Regions from separate parts of the Mus musculus genome. Here all the other regions are linked to region 4. Evidence: chromatin contacts called from public Hi-C and promoter capture Hi-C data. All regions are on one chromosome and are shown on one strand. Each heading gives the region's core, a stretch centred on a gene start, on an enhancer-like site or on the middle of the called end of the contact. The rest is flanking DNA. Distances are from core to core; before and after follow the strand shown.

Evidence for each region. Promoter capture Hi-C pulls out the DNA fragments that hold promoters and counts their contacts. Hi-C and Micro-C count contacts between places; a contact is called where the count stands out from the background. Capture Hi-C pulls out chosen DNA fragments and counts their contacts.
Region 1: a contact with region 4 is called in a Hi-C map of B cells, with 6 read pairs. The contact joins the enhancer-like site here to the promoter of Iars in region 4. A contact is called at or near these places in 1 of 39 promoter capture datasets (pre-B cells), 1 of 484 Hi-C or Micro-C datasets (B cells) and 1 of 9 other capture datasets (adipose tissue).
Region 2: a promoter capture Hi-C map of liver shows a contact between it and region 4, with 3 times the contacts expected there. The contact joins the promoter of Ptpdc1 here to the promoter of Iars in region 4. A contact is called at or near these places in 1 of 39 promoter capture datasets (pre-B cells) and 1 of 9 other capture datasets (liver).
Region 3: a contact with region 4 is called in a promoter capture Hi-C map of liver, with 3 times the contacts expected there. The contact joins the promoter of Cks2 here to the promoter of Iars in region 4. A contact is called at or near these places in 3 of 39 promoter capture datasets (cranial neural crest, hippocampal neurons and liver), 3 of 115 datasets of contacts at active chromatin or transcription factors (all in embryonic stem cells) and 1 of 9 other capture datasets (embryonic stem cells).

Annotation. Positions count from the first base shown.
Region 1 is chr13:48,544,623-48,547,322 of GRCm38.p6, forward strand. No RefSeq gene overlaps it. Among named protein-coding and RNA genes, the nearest start is that of Mirlet7a-1, 7.7 kb to the left of the region's middle. Within about 2 kb of position 1,294, at least 414 of the 459 cell types and tissues checked have an H3K27ac peak or open chromatin away from gene starts, as enhancers often do. A contact at or near this core is called in B cells, adipose tissue and pre-B cells, where this site is marked.
Region 2 is chr13:48,624,243-48,626,942 of GRCm38.p6, forward strand. It overlaps Ptpdc1 (protein tyrosine phosphatase domain containing 1), which reads right to left and starts at 1,430. Exons shown (of 10, transcript NM_207232.2): 1 at 1,135-1,430.
Region 3 is chr13:51,643,833-51,646,532 of GRCm38.p6, forward strand. Cks2 (CDC28 protein kinase regulatory subunit 2) reads left to right here and starts at 1,400. Exons shown (of 3, transcript NM_025415.3): 1 at 1,400-1,639. The coding sequence starts at 1,581.
Region 4 is chr13:49,680,766-49,683,465 of GRCm38.p6, forward strand. It overlaps Iars (isoleucine-tRNA synthetase), which reads left to right and starts at 1,365. Exons shown (of 34, transcript NM_172015.3): 1 at 1,365-1,438.

The sequences.
Region 1 (2,700 bases), core at 44-2,543, 1.1 Mb before region 4:
TGCCAACACCTTCTTTATAGCCACATGTTTTGCATTCCTCTACCTTTCCAGCTTGAAAAATTACTAAGTCTCAAATCAGCACAACTTCAATTTATAGTGGGGGAGGGCACAGCTTGCTTCAAGTCTACAAAACTATCAATTTCTACAATAAAATTACCCATAGGGTAAAATGCACGCCCCATCTACACAATTTTGATAACACTTTTTAGACCCGACTTAATTTGGAAGATTTCTATTCTCTAATTAAAGTTCTTACATTTCCAACTAGTATTTTTGTTACACTAACAATTTCAAATTTCCCAAATATTACTGCTTCAACTGACAGAACCTAATGAAAGGCCAGAATGCTGAAAAATCTGTATTAAACTAACTTTTCTTTTTTTGGCTTTTTTCGAGACAGGGTTTCTCTGTGTAGCCCTGGCTGTCCTGATACTCACTTTGTAGACCAGGCTAGCCTAGAACTCAGATATCCGCCTGCCTCTGCCTCCCAAGTGCTGGGATTAAAGGCGTGCCCGGCTAAACTAACTTTTCTTATAAAAAGATTGTTTACTTGTTCAATTTTCTTCACAAGATTATCAGGCAATCAAAAACAAGAACACTAATGTTTTAAACTTCAAAAACAGGTTGCCAATATTTTTCAACAGTTAAAAAAGCAATCTGTCATCGTCTTCCATTTTAACTAAGTTTCTAAAGTTTTTCTCCGCCCCCCCTTGTCCTTTCATAATTATCCTTTTAACACAAAAAGTTGAAAACTACAACACAGACGATCACTTCTGACACAGACCCTGCACTAACAAGCGGGATCACCGAAGGGCAGTCCTGGCCAAGGGCATAAAGGTTACCACCCTGCCTCCGCTAAAGAGCGCGCCGAGAGATAAGTTTTCTTAGCCGGCCTCCGAGAGGCCACCCGCTTCCAAGAGTTTGCAGCCTCCCCAGTCAAAAGGCCAGTCTCGTTTCCGGTGCCACCGAGCTGCAAATCTCCTACCCCATCCCCTGGGATACAGTTTCCTCCCGCTCTCGCGCTCCCCTCCCCCTGGCCAAGGACGGGCAGCCGCAGCGATCCTCCAGCCCCAGCAGCTGCTCCAGGCCCTCAGGCCGCAGTTGGCCGAGCGGAGCAGGGGCAAGCAGCCAGCGTTGGCTCTCCGTTCCCTCCCTGCCAGCGCCTTCCCGCCCCGCCCCGTCCCTCCCCGCCCCCCGCACTTCCTACCTTCCTCCATCCCACCCCCCCCAACCAAAGCCAAGGTCTCCCCGGCCCACAAACCTGACGGCGGAAGTGACGTCATAGAGGCCCGGCTACGTCCGCAGCCAGTCACGCCACAGCGGGGAGGTAGCCCCGACCAACCGGCGCGAGCCAGAGGGCGGGACTTCCGTCCGCCGCAAGTTTGATTGAAGCGGCGGGGGAGGGGCGAGGTGAGGAATGTGAAGAATGACCCCCCTCCCCCGCCCGGTCGCCGAGGAGCTGGGCGGGAAGCGGAGGGGGCTGGGGCAGGCCAGCGGCCACGCGGCACCCCTCCCCCGCCCGAGCCCCAAGGCCCACGGCATCCGTGGGCCACCGGCCCCGGGGCCACCCGCCTGCCCGAGGCGCCCAGGCCATCCCACGGGTCCCAGGGTGCGGCGCGGCAGCCCCCAAGTCTTCCCTCCTGGTCGCCCGCTGCCGCCGCCGCTGAGTCTGGAGGAGGGAAAAATGGCGACGTCCCCGCGCTCGCCTTCACGCCCGCAGTACCCACCTCAAGCTCGCGGATAAAGGCGTCCCGCTGCCGCCACGGGAAATGGTCTGGCTTTCCCCCCACCGTGGCCCTCCACCGCCGCGCCCGGGAGAGAGCAGCGCGCGAGAACCCGGATGGAAGCGCGGGCGGGCGGGCGCCGCCTCGGCGGCCTGAGGGAAGGCTACGCGCGCGCCGGGAATCCGAGGCGGGGGCGGGAGCTGCGGGCAGCGCGCATTCCTATTGGCGGACGCTGTTGACGGACGTGTGCCTCGCCCTCTCGCCTTAGCCGGTCGGGGCTCACCCGGACCCCCACTGGAGGGTGACGGCTGAGCCCGCCCCCGCCGCGGAGAAGGCGGGTCTGGCCCGCCCACCGTGACAGGCTCCTCTTTCCCTACTGGAGGACCGGGAGAATAGCGAGGACCGTCCTCTGAGTCCCGCCCTCCGCGGTGATGGACAAGTCGTGTCACGTGGCCTCCGTCCGCTCTGCCGGCTGCGAGGCGGGAGGTGCTAGAGTTTTCGGGGCGGTTTTCACGTGTACCCAAGATGTTGGATTCACTCAGTCTTCCCTCTCGGGGGCTCCGGGGCTCGACGCCAAGGCCACTCCATACCTCACTTCACCCATCTGTCACATAAGGAGTTAGGTCTCCTATGGTGTATCTTTTATCTCTTTTATTTTTTTTTTCTTTCCCATGTATTGAAATTTTTGTGCTAAAACTTTTTCAAAGCAATCTTTACGAATTCTTTTTTTTTAAATCAATGCAAAAGCATTTCTTCATTCTTACTGGAACTTTCCATGCACTAGGAGACCTCTCTGCTCTTTGGTGGGTGGGTTGGGGTACTATTTAATGATAGTAGGTTTGCACGGTTTAAAAAAGAGAGTCAAGAGAGTCAAGCATCAACAAAACCCTATGAACATTCATCTGCAATCCATCCAGGGGAAAAAGGCACTGTACACGTCAGCAAAGTGCTTATATTATAAACTCCAACTATAAGC
Region 2 (2,700 bases), core at 180-2,679, 1.1 Mb before region 4:
TATCCGGTTAGCAATTAGTTATTGCTAAGACGGACTACGGACTTCCAAATGGGAATCGTCTATGAGGTCTTAAGCAAATTTCATGCTGGTCCCAGTTTGTCTCTAAGACCTGGGTATCCACACTTTTTAAAAAGCCACAGGTGGGATTCCTGGGTAGCGAGAAGTTTCGCTACAACTGAACAGGAAGAAACCACATGGTGATGAGTGAGTGGTTTGAGGTCATACATGCGTGTTTACATTTTATTTCTTTCCACTAACAGCTCTGATTGTGGCAAATCACCCAAGCCTTCCTTTCTGAGGGAAAGACAAAAACAAAACAACAACCTGGAATGACACTTTGTTGTTAAACTCAAGAAAGCTTATGCTGTGCAGGGTGGGGGTGGAGGGTGAGGTGGAGGTGGATATATACATGTTCACACAGGTTAATAGTGCCCGCCATGATAACAGCTTCTCAGGCTCCTTCAGCTCGCAGTCAATGAATGATAGCTTGTGTTCAGTTTTTAGCATAGACAACCCTTGCTGGAATAATTTGATCAGCTATTTCCCTAAAGCACTGTTTCTCAAGCTCCACCCCCCTCCTCCCTGGGCCTTTGTTTACTAAATTTTCTTTTCCATTAAAATTTAATACCACAGGTAGGGTGTATCTATGGTGTGGTCCTCTGAAAGGCCACAAACCCTTTATTATATAAGAAAACACACACACCCCAGAGCAGGGACATCGACATCATCATCATCATTATCAACGTTGAGAATGCATGTCAGGAGAAAAAGTGACTTGGTCAAGGTCACGTGACTCGTTTACTGACAGAAAGAGGTCCGAATTAGGGATCCCAAAGTGGTAGCCTGATACCTGCTTGTGGCTGTCTTGTCTGCTTTATTTGTAATGAAGAACTAGTTGTCAATATTTCTAATCAAGAGATTTCAACTAAAACACCCAAGCAAGCCTCCAACTGCTCCCGAGAAATCCGAGTGTCGCAGCACTTGAGCAAGACAGAGGGGCGCCCGGTGGCCCTGGTCCCCCGCCCCGCCTCTAGGGATGCGCCTCCAAATAACGCCTCCCTGGATAACCCGCCGCGTAAGGACAACCGTCTGGGGACCGCTCGGCGGGCGCCTAACTGGCTGCGGACTCCGAACCTCTTGGCGCGCTTCGCTCTCCGGCTTCGGAGCCCTGGAGCCGACGGGTCGGTGTCTCACGTCTAGGGCCGGGAGGCGCGGGCGGAGAGGACCGGCCGGCCCCGGGCGCTGCTCGGGCGGGTTCCGCGGCGCTGGCCTGCCCGCAGGCCCGGCCTCCCGCCGCGCCTCTGAGCAGGGAGACTCCCCGCCAGGCGCGCTACACAACGTCTCCCTCGGGCGCGCGCACGGGCCACTCCACAGCCCGGCCGCCGAGGACGCCCTGTCGCCGCCGCGGCCTTGCGCGCGCCCGACCCAACAGCCAATAGCCGGAGCCGCTCGGTGCACGTGATACGCGCCAGCCAATGGAGACTCGAGGCGGCCCGTGACGCGGCGGACAGCTTCTAAGGTTTTCGAACATGTGGGAGCCGCTGGGAAGCCGAGCTGGGGCTTGAGTGGTCGCGGGCTGAGCCGACGGCGTGTGCGCGGAAAGCCCGGAGGACCCTCAGGGCCATGAGAGGGCGCGGCTGCCAGCCTGCAGCATGGGGGTGGGGGTGGGGGGCACCGACTCCCCACGAGCCCCGGTGCAGAGTCGCAGGAGGAGCGAGGACTGCTCTGGAGCTTCGCTCACGGAACCACGTGTTCCGTCTCAGCGCCCAAAGAAGAAGAAAAGCCCATATTATGCATCGAATGTCTTCATTTCCCCCCTAATATTCTTGAACTATTATATTTAATAGTCAATATTGTCTTGCACTATGACAGTTTAAATATGAATTTCTGGAGTTGGTCTAGTAGGGGAAAGTTGAATTATGTAGAGGGGGGAAAATGAAGACCAAGTGCTGTCATAAGTATGGGTCCTGTAGGTATCTGGTGAAACCACTGTACCTGTTAGCAACGATCCGTGTTGCTAACGAAAGTCCCAACTGCCACTTGTTCTGTAAGCATACTTTAACTCAAGTAGAAATTTCCCCTCGGTTGTTCTGAAACAGACCATCAGCAAATGTTCACTAAGGCAGTAATTTAAAGACACCAGTGCTGTAGCAGTTGGATGACCAAAGCTAAAAACCCATAAATACTATGTCTCTCCACAGTGGAGTAGGCTAGCCTAATAAATCTGAATTCTCCAACTCTCAGAGTGGTGTTTGGTTCTTCTTTGGTCAGTTTTCCATAACACCAGAGTCTCTTCCTTCTGTTCTCCTGCAATCCTTAGACTTTCTTTGTCAAAGCCTTGCCAGCATCTTAGCCTCTTGTGACTCCAGGTCTGGACAGGAACAGGGACCCTGTCATTAAGAGACCTGACTGGTCTCTGCCCTCTTGTAACAGAAACTCCAGGTTCCAGAATCCTGATCTAAACTCACAGGCATTTCTTCTCATTAAAGCTGTACCCAGGGATCCAGACATTCTGCCATGTCACCCTTAAAAAATCAGGTTTCCTTTCAATTTGTGTCATGGATCAAAATCGTAGACAGAGCACCATCCACCATGTCCTTATTTAATATTTTAATAAAGATCTTACTAGAAGCCTACCCATCAACTTAATCATATTATAGATCTTACATACTCAGTAACATGACCTCATGTAGTTGAGAA
Region 3 (2,700 bases), core at 150-2,649, 2.0 Mb after region 4:
TGCATCAAAGGGCTGCAGCATCAGGAAGGTTGAGAACCACTGCTTAGATAGTAATTAAAGATCTTTCAGAACAGAACTCATACCTCCATATTATTTGTGTTATAGAGTGTATGCTTACATCCTCCTATTTACATGTTGAAATTTTAATCCCACCTGTTGTCTCACGTGATAATATCGGTAGGCAATTAGCACCTTTATTATTTTAGTGCTAAAAATAACTTTAAAGTTGTGCAAGAAGTCAGACGATCTTGTGTTCTCTTTAACTGAGGGCCAAGTGAAGTCGGGAAACCTGTCGTTAAAAGATTGCAGGCACCTGATTACCCAACTCTATAAAAAAATAAAATTGTAGTTACATGCTGACTTCCGTTTTTATTATTTTAGACAGGATCACACTTTGCTATCCTACCATCTGTTAAAGATATTAGGCTGAAGCTGGACGGTGATGGGGCATCCACTTTTAATCCCAGCACTGGGGAGGCAGGGGCAGGAGGATCGCTGAGTTTGAGGCCAGCTTGGTGTACAGAGCGAGTTCCAGGATAGCCAGGGCTACACAGAGAAACTCTGTCTCAAAAACAAAACAAAACAAAACAAAACAAAAAACAGCCGGGCGGTGGTGGCGCACGCCTTTAATCCCAGCATTTGGGAGGCAGAGGCAAATGGATTTCTGAGTTCGAGGCCAGCCTGGTTTACAGAGTGAGTTCCAGGACAGCCAGAGCTACACAGGAAAAGCCAGTCTCCGAAAAAACAAAAACCAAACCAAACTAAAAAAAAAAAAGGAGGAGGGAGGGGTGTTGACCTGGCATTGGAGTACAGGGATTAAAGGTGTGGGCCAGTACGCCCAGCTGCCGTGGGTTACTTTGTTATCCTAACAGCCACACCAGAGCAATTCATCCACTGCAACAAATCGCAAAAATATTAAAAGAAAAATGACACCTGCTCATTGTAGAAAATGGTTGTTATATGTAACTTGCTGCACGAAACCACGACTTAACACCCTTTCAACTTCCTTTTACATGAGCACATCTTTTTAAGATGGGACTAGCTCGCAGCCAAGCGTAATTAGCGTTGCCATCAGGGGCAGCGGAGGGCACCTTACCCTCTGGAACGCTCCGCAGCTGGACTTCCCTGACCACAGAGACCGCCCCCCAGGCGTCTCGTGCCGCTCCGGCCCCCAGAGCCCCGGATACCTCATCTCGTGTCCGCCCACCACCCAACGGTTCTGCCCCCAGGCACGTTCTAAACCACTGCGCACGCGCTGCGAGGCACTTAACGACTCGGCTCCGCCCTTCTCAATATCTCTTGGGGTCGCCGGGCGCTCCTCGCTGAATCGTTAGCCAATCCTTACTCCCGCCCTCGCAATCTTGCAACAGGCTTCTGATTGGTTACCTGTCCTCGAGGTCTGCGCGGAGCGTGATTGGTTGGTGGCTTCGCCCAATCGGCGGAGGGCTGTCGGATTCAAATCCAGAGCGTTGGGCCTGCGGTCGTTGGCCTCATTCGAGTCGTTGCGTCGGCCCTAGGCGGACGTAGAGCCCCTTGCGCCCGGTTTCCTGATCCCGCTTACTCCTCTGCGCGCCGGCAGGATGGCCCACAAGCAGATCTACTACTCAGACAAGTACTTCGATGAGCACTACGAGTACCGGTGAGGAGCGCCTGCGGAGGAGGGCCGCGCTGGGAGGTCAGACCTGGTGGTCGGGACTCGGACCCCCTTAGAGGCCTCCGTCCGTCCGGGCAGCCTTGCTTTGTGTAGTGTTGCGGGGATCGCAGGAGATGGGGAGTCGTTAGATGGGTGGGCAGCGCCTAGTCTGGGAGTTCACGACCGCAAACCGCACTGGCCCGGACTGGCCGGGAGGGGAAGTCCCCGGAAACGCACCCGACGGGCATTATCGAGTGTCTGATGGGTAACGGCTCCAGACGCTGTAACACGGGGCGTTGTTAAAGGGCTTCAAGATCAAATTGAAAACTCGAGATTGCCTTCGGAAGGATTGGGGTGGTGGTGGCTACGTTACCTTCAACTGCTAGTCCATATTGGCCACGTTTGGGGCTTTTGAGGAAGTTTTGAGTTTTAAATCCTGAGATGCGCAGGAAGGTAGTACCTACGTTAATATAATTAGCAAATGGGATTGTGGAAAGTAAGGGAGGATTGTAGTTAACTTTATTGTATCCCTTATGACTTGGGGTGTGGTTTCAAAGGCCTTTCCGTCGCTGGGTTCTTCTGGGTTGGGATTAGAGCGTTGCATTCTGGGACACAGTCAAGGACTCCAGGTGGGTAAAACCTGTTCCTCCCTTGGGCAAATAGTGACCTTGTTTTCTGTTTGCTGCCCTTTTAGGTTAGTGTCCAGAATGCTGTTTGAGGGATGAGACACTTTTTAAAAGAGTGGCTTCACCGCCCCACCCCCCATTCTCTCAGTCCGCTAGTGTAGAAGTCTTCACAGCCAGAAAACTTTTTCCAGGCTGTTTGACGATGCACTAATGCTATAAACTTGAATGTTCTTAAGTAGGGAAGTCTCATGGGTTTTTTTTTTCCCCCTTACTAAAAAATTTAAATACATAACAGTCTTTACATAGTAATTACAAACTTCACAATGGTAACCATGTGATAATTGGCTTAATATTTGGTCGTTATAGTAACTCAGAACTTGGTTTGGAAATATCCAAAAATGACCGAAAGTAATTGTACTGTCTTTCTAAATTAGGCAAATA
Region 4 (2,700 bases), core at 115-2,614:
CTATGGGTACATAAGTTTCTTTCACTTTGTGCAGGGACCTTTGTTCTATTTCTGCACGCTGATCAGAGGATAAACATGAGGTGAACCAATTGGCAATTTAAAGAATGCAAAGCTTAAAAACTCCAAATATTTCTGGTTAATAAGGATACTCATAATTAAGAAAGCAAGAAGCACAGGCAAACACTGCATCTAATTTTCGACACCATAGGGCCTAGAACTGTTGAATAAAACACTCAACAGTTATCAAAATGTTCTAAAACTCGCCGAGATTTCTACTTCATTTAGGCCAAATCCGTTTTTTTGTTTTTGTTTTTCTGTCATTAATAAAATAGGCACTTATTTACCTAATTAACGCTGTCAATTTATCAAGGCCAAAACTTACTTTCACAGACTGGTGTCAACGTTCTCATTTGTTCTAGGCCGGATCCGAAGGGTACTAAGTAGATATGTAATGATACATAAGCAAAATTTTGAAATGAAAAGAACCATTGCAATGACATTCAATAAAGGGTTCAGATTATTGTCAGACCCTCTTCCCTTCTCTTGCCATTTACCACATGGTTAGTAGTCTCCAGGTTAATATGTACTGTTCCCAAAATAATTGTGGGAGTCACTTGTCAGAAGTTTCATATGTAGCATAAATTTTAGATGCCATCACAGCTGGGAATCTAACTCAGTTGGCAGTGTGTGGCTATGGTGCACAAATGGCCGGCTTATCCACCGCACCATATAAAAACAGGCGTGATGGAACATTTCTGTAACTCCCATTGTGGAGGCAGAAAGTTCTGCAGTTCAAGGTCATTCCTTAGCTGCTTAGGAGTTCCGGAGCCAGCAGGAGATACAAGAGACCCTGAGTCTAAACTAATTTTATATGGCGTCAAATGTCCAGATCTCAAATATACTCACATATATTTAATAATATTCACATATATTGACATATATTTAAGAATACTGGGGTTGGAGAGATGGCTCGGAGGTTAGGAGTACTGGCTGCTCTTCCAGAGGTCTCCAGTTCAACCCCAAGCTTTCACCATTCTGGCTTACAACGAATACATGCAGGCAGGAGACTGTGTACAAATAAACAAACCCTTTTAAAAAAGAGAGAGAGAGAGAGTACTGACATATGGACCCAGGACGAAAGGGTGTCTCTCGTTCATAGGCCAAGACTTAGAAGGCAAAAACTTTGCCACATTGAGTAGCCACTGACTTGCCGGGTTAGGGCTCTGGAGCGTCTTCTCCTTCCTTTGCAGGGACGCTCCCATCCTGCTCTGCAGTTATGCACGGACCAATCGCCACACGTGTTGTTTGTAGGTGTTGGATGGCACACGCTGATTGGGCGCCGCGGAGGGGTTGAGCCTGGCACTGTCAGTATTGCATCACCTCCAGACGCGGAACGTGGTCGCAGGCTGCAACCTGAGCGAGCTCTCCGGGTTCCCAGGTAAGCCGCACCCTCTTGTCCTTCTGGGCCGCAGAGTGAGGCCCGCCCGTGTAACAACCTCCAGACAGCACGAGGCGGTGAAAAAGGAGCACGCTGCTTCTCACTGTGAGTGAGCTGCGGGCACAAAGCTATTTCCAGAGAGCTTTCGTGGAGGGAGAGTAACATTGCAGAACTCAGAGCTGCCCGCAGATTCTGGCCTGACTCGTTGGGTGGAGGACTGAGATCCTTAGAAGTACCCCCTTCACTTAGTGGGACCTTGGTGGCTTATGAGCAGGGAGTTGTGAGAATGCAGCGTGACATAGTATCCGAGAGAAGATCGGAATCTGATTGAGGTCACTGCCAAGTTAGGTGTTTTAAAAGAACTAACCTAGGAGTCTTTCTGGAGTCTGGGCTTCTCCCAACTGTGCTGGGATTCGCGTGTACTTATCTCTCGGTACCAAGGTAGGTAGGTTATGCGCTGCACGCTTGTCCTGGGCTCACAGAATCTGCTAATGCAGTTTAAGCTCACTGTTGGCGGCCCTACAGAACAAACTATTGGGGTTTGGAGGTGTGAAGAGATAACTTATCCGGGTCTCCTATAGGCTTGGACTGAAGGTGGGCAGAGATTATACTCCAAGGTTTATATAAATCTATCCTGTCTGGACAGAAGATGAGGGGGTCGTTGTTGTCATTTTGGCTTGGGACGTGTGCGTGATGAATATGTGAGAGAATAACTTCGTTTTCAACCTCATGAATTTGTTCTCTTTTTTACTGTGTTAGAGAAATAAGCCGAAATCATTGAGAAACTCACAGAATGCAAACTAGTGTATCTGAGACTTGCTCTTTTGTTTCTCAGTGTATAGGTAGAAAGTATAGAGTTGGTCTTCTCTAACTACTAGTTCTGCATCTGGGCTTTCAACCAGCCAGTGCTCATGCTATGTGGTTAGGTCTGTAGTAGTGACATGTACTGTACGTGTACAAACGTAATGTCTTGGTCATTATTTCCTAAGCAATATAGTATAGCAATTGTGTATCTAGGATTTAAATGTATTAGGTAGGATAAGTAAAGATTAGTTAAAATACACCGGCAGATGCATGTAAATTATAGGCTAATACTATGTTTATAAGAGAATTAAGCATCCTTGTATTTGGGTGTTCCAACAGATCCTGAATCCAGTACCCCGTGGATGTGGAGGGGCGTTTCTGTTTGACTGGCTTGTGTTTTGTTGTTGTTGTTGTTGATGATGATGATGTCTTAGTCACTTGTTCCTCTGAAGAGACAC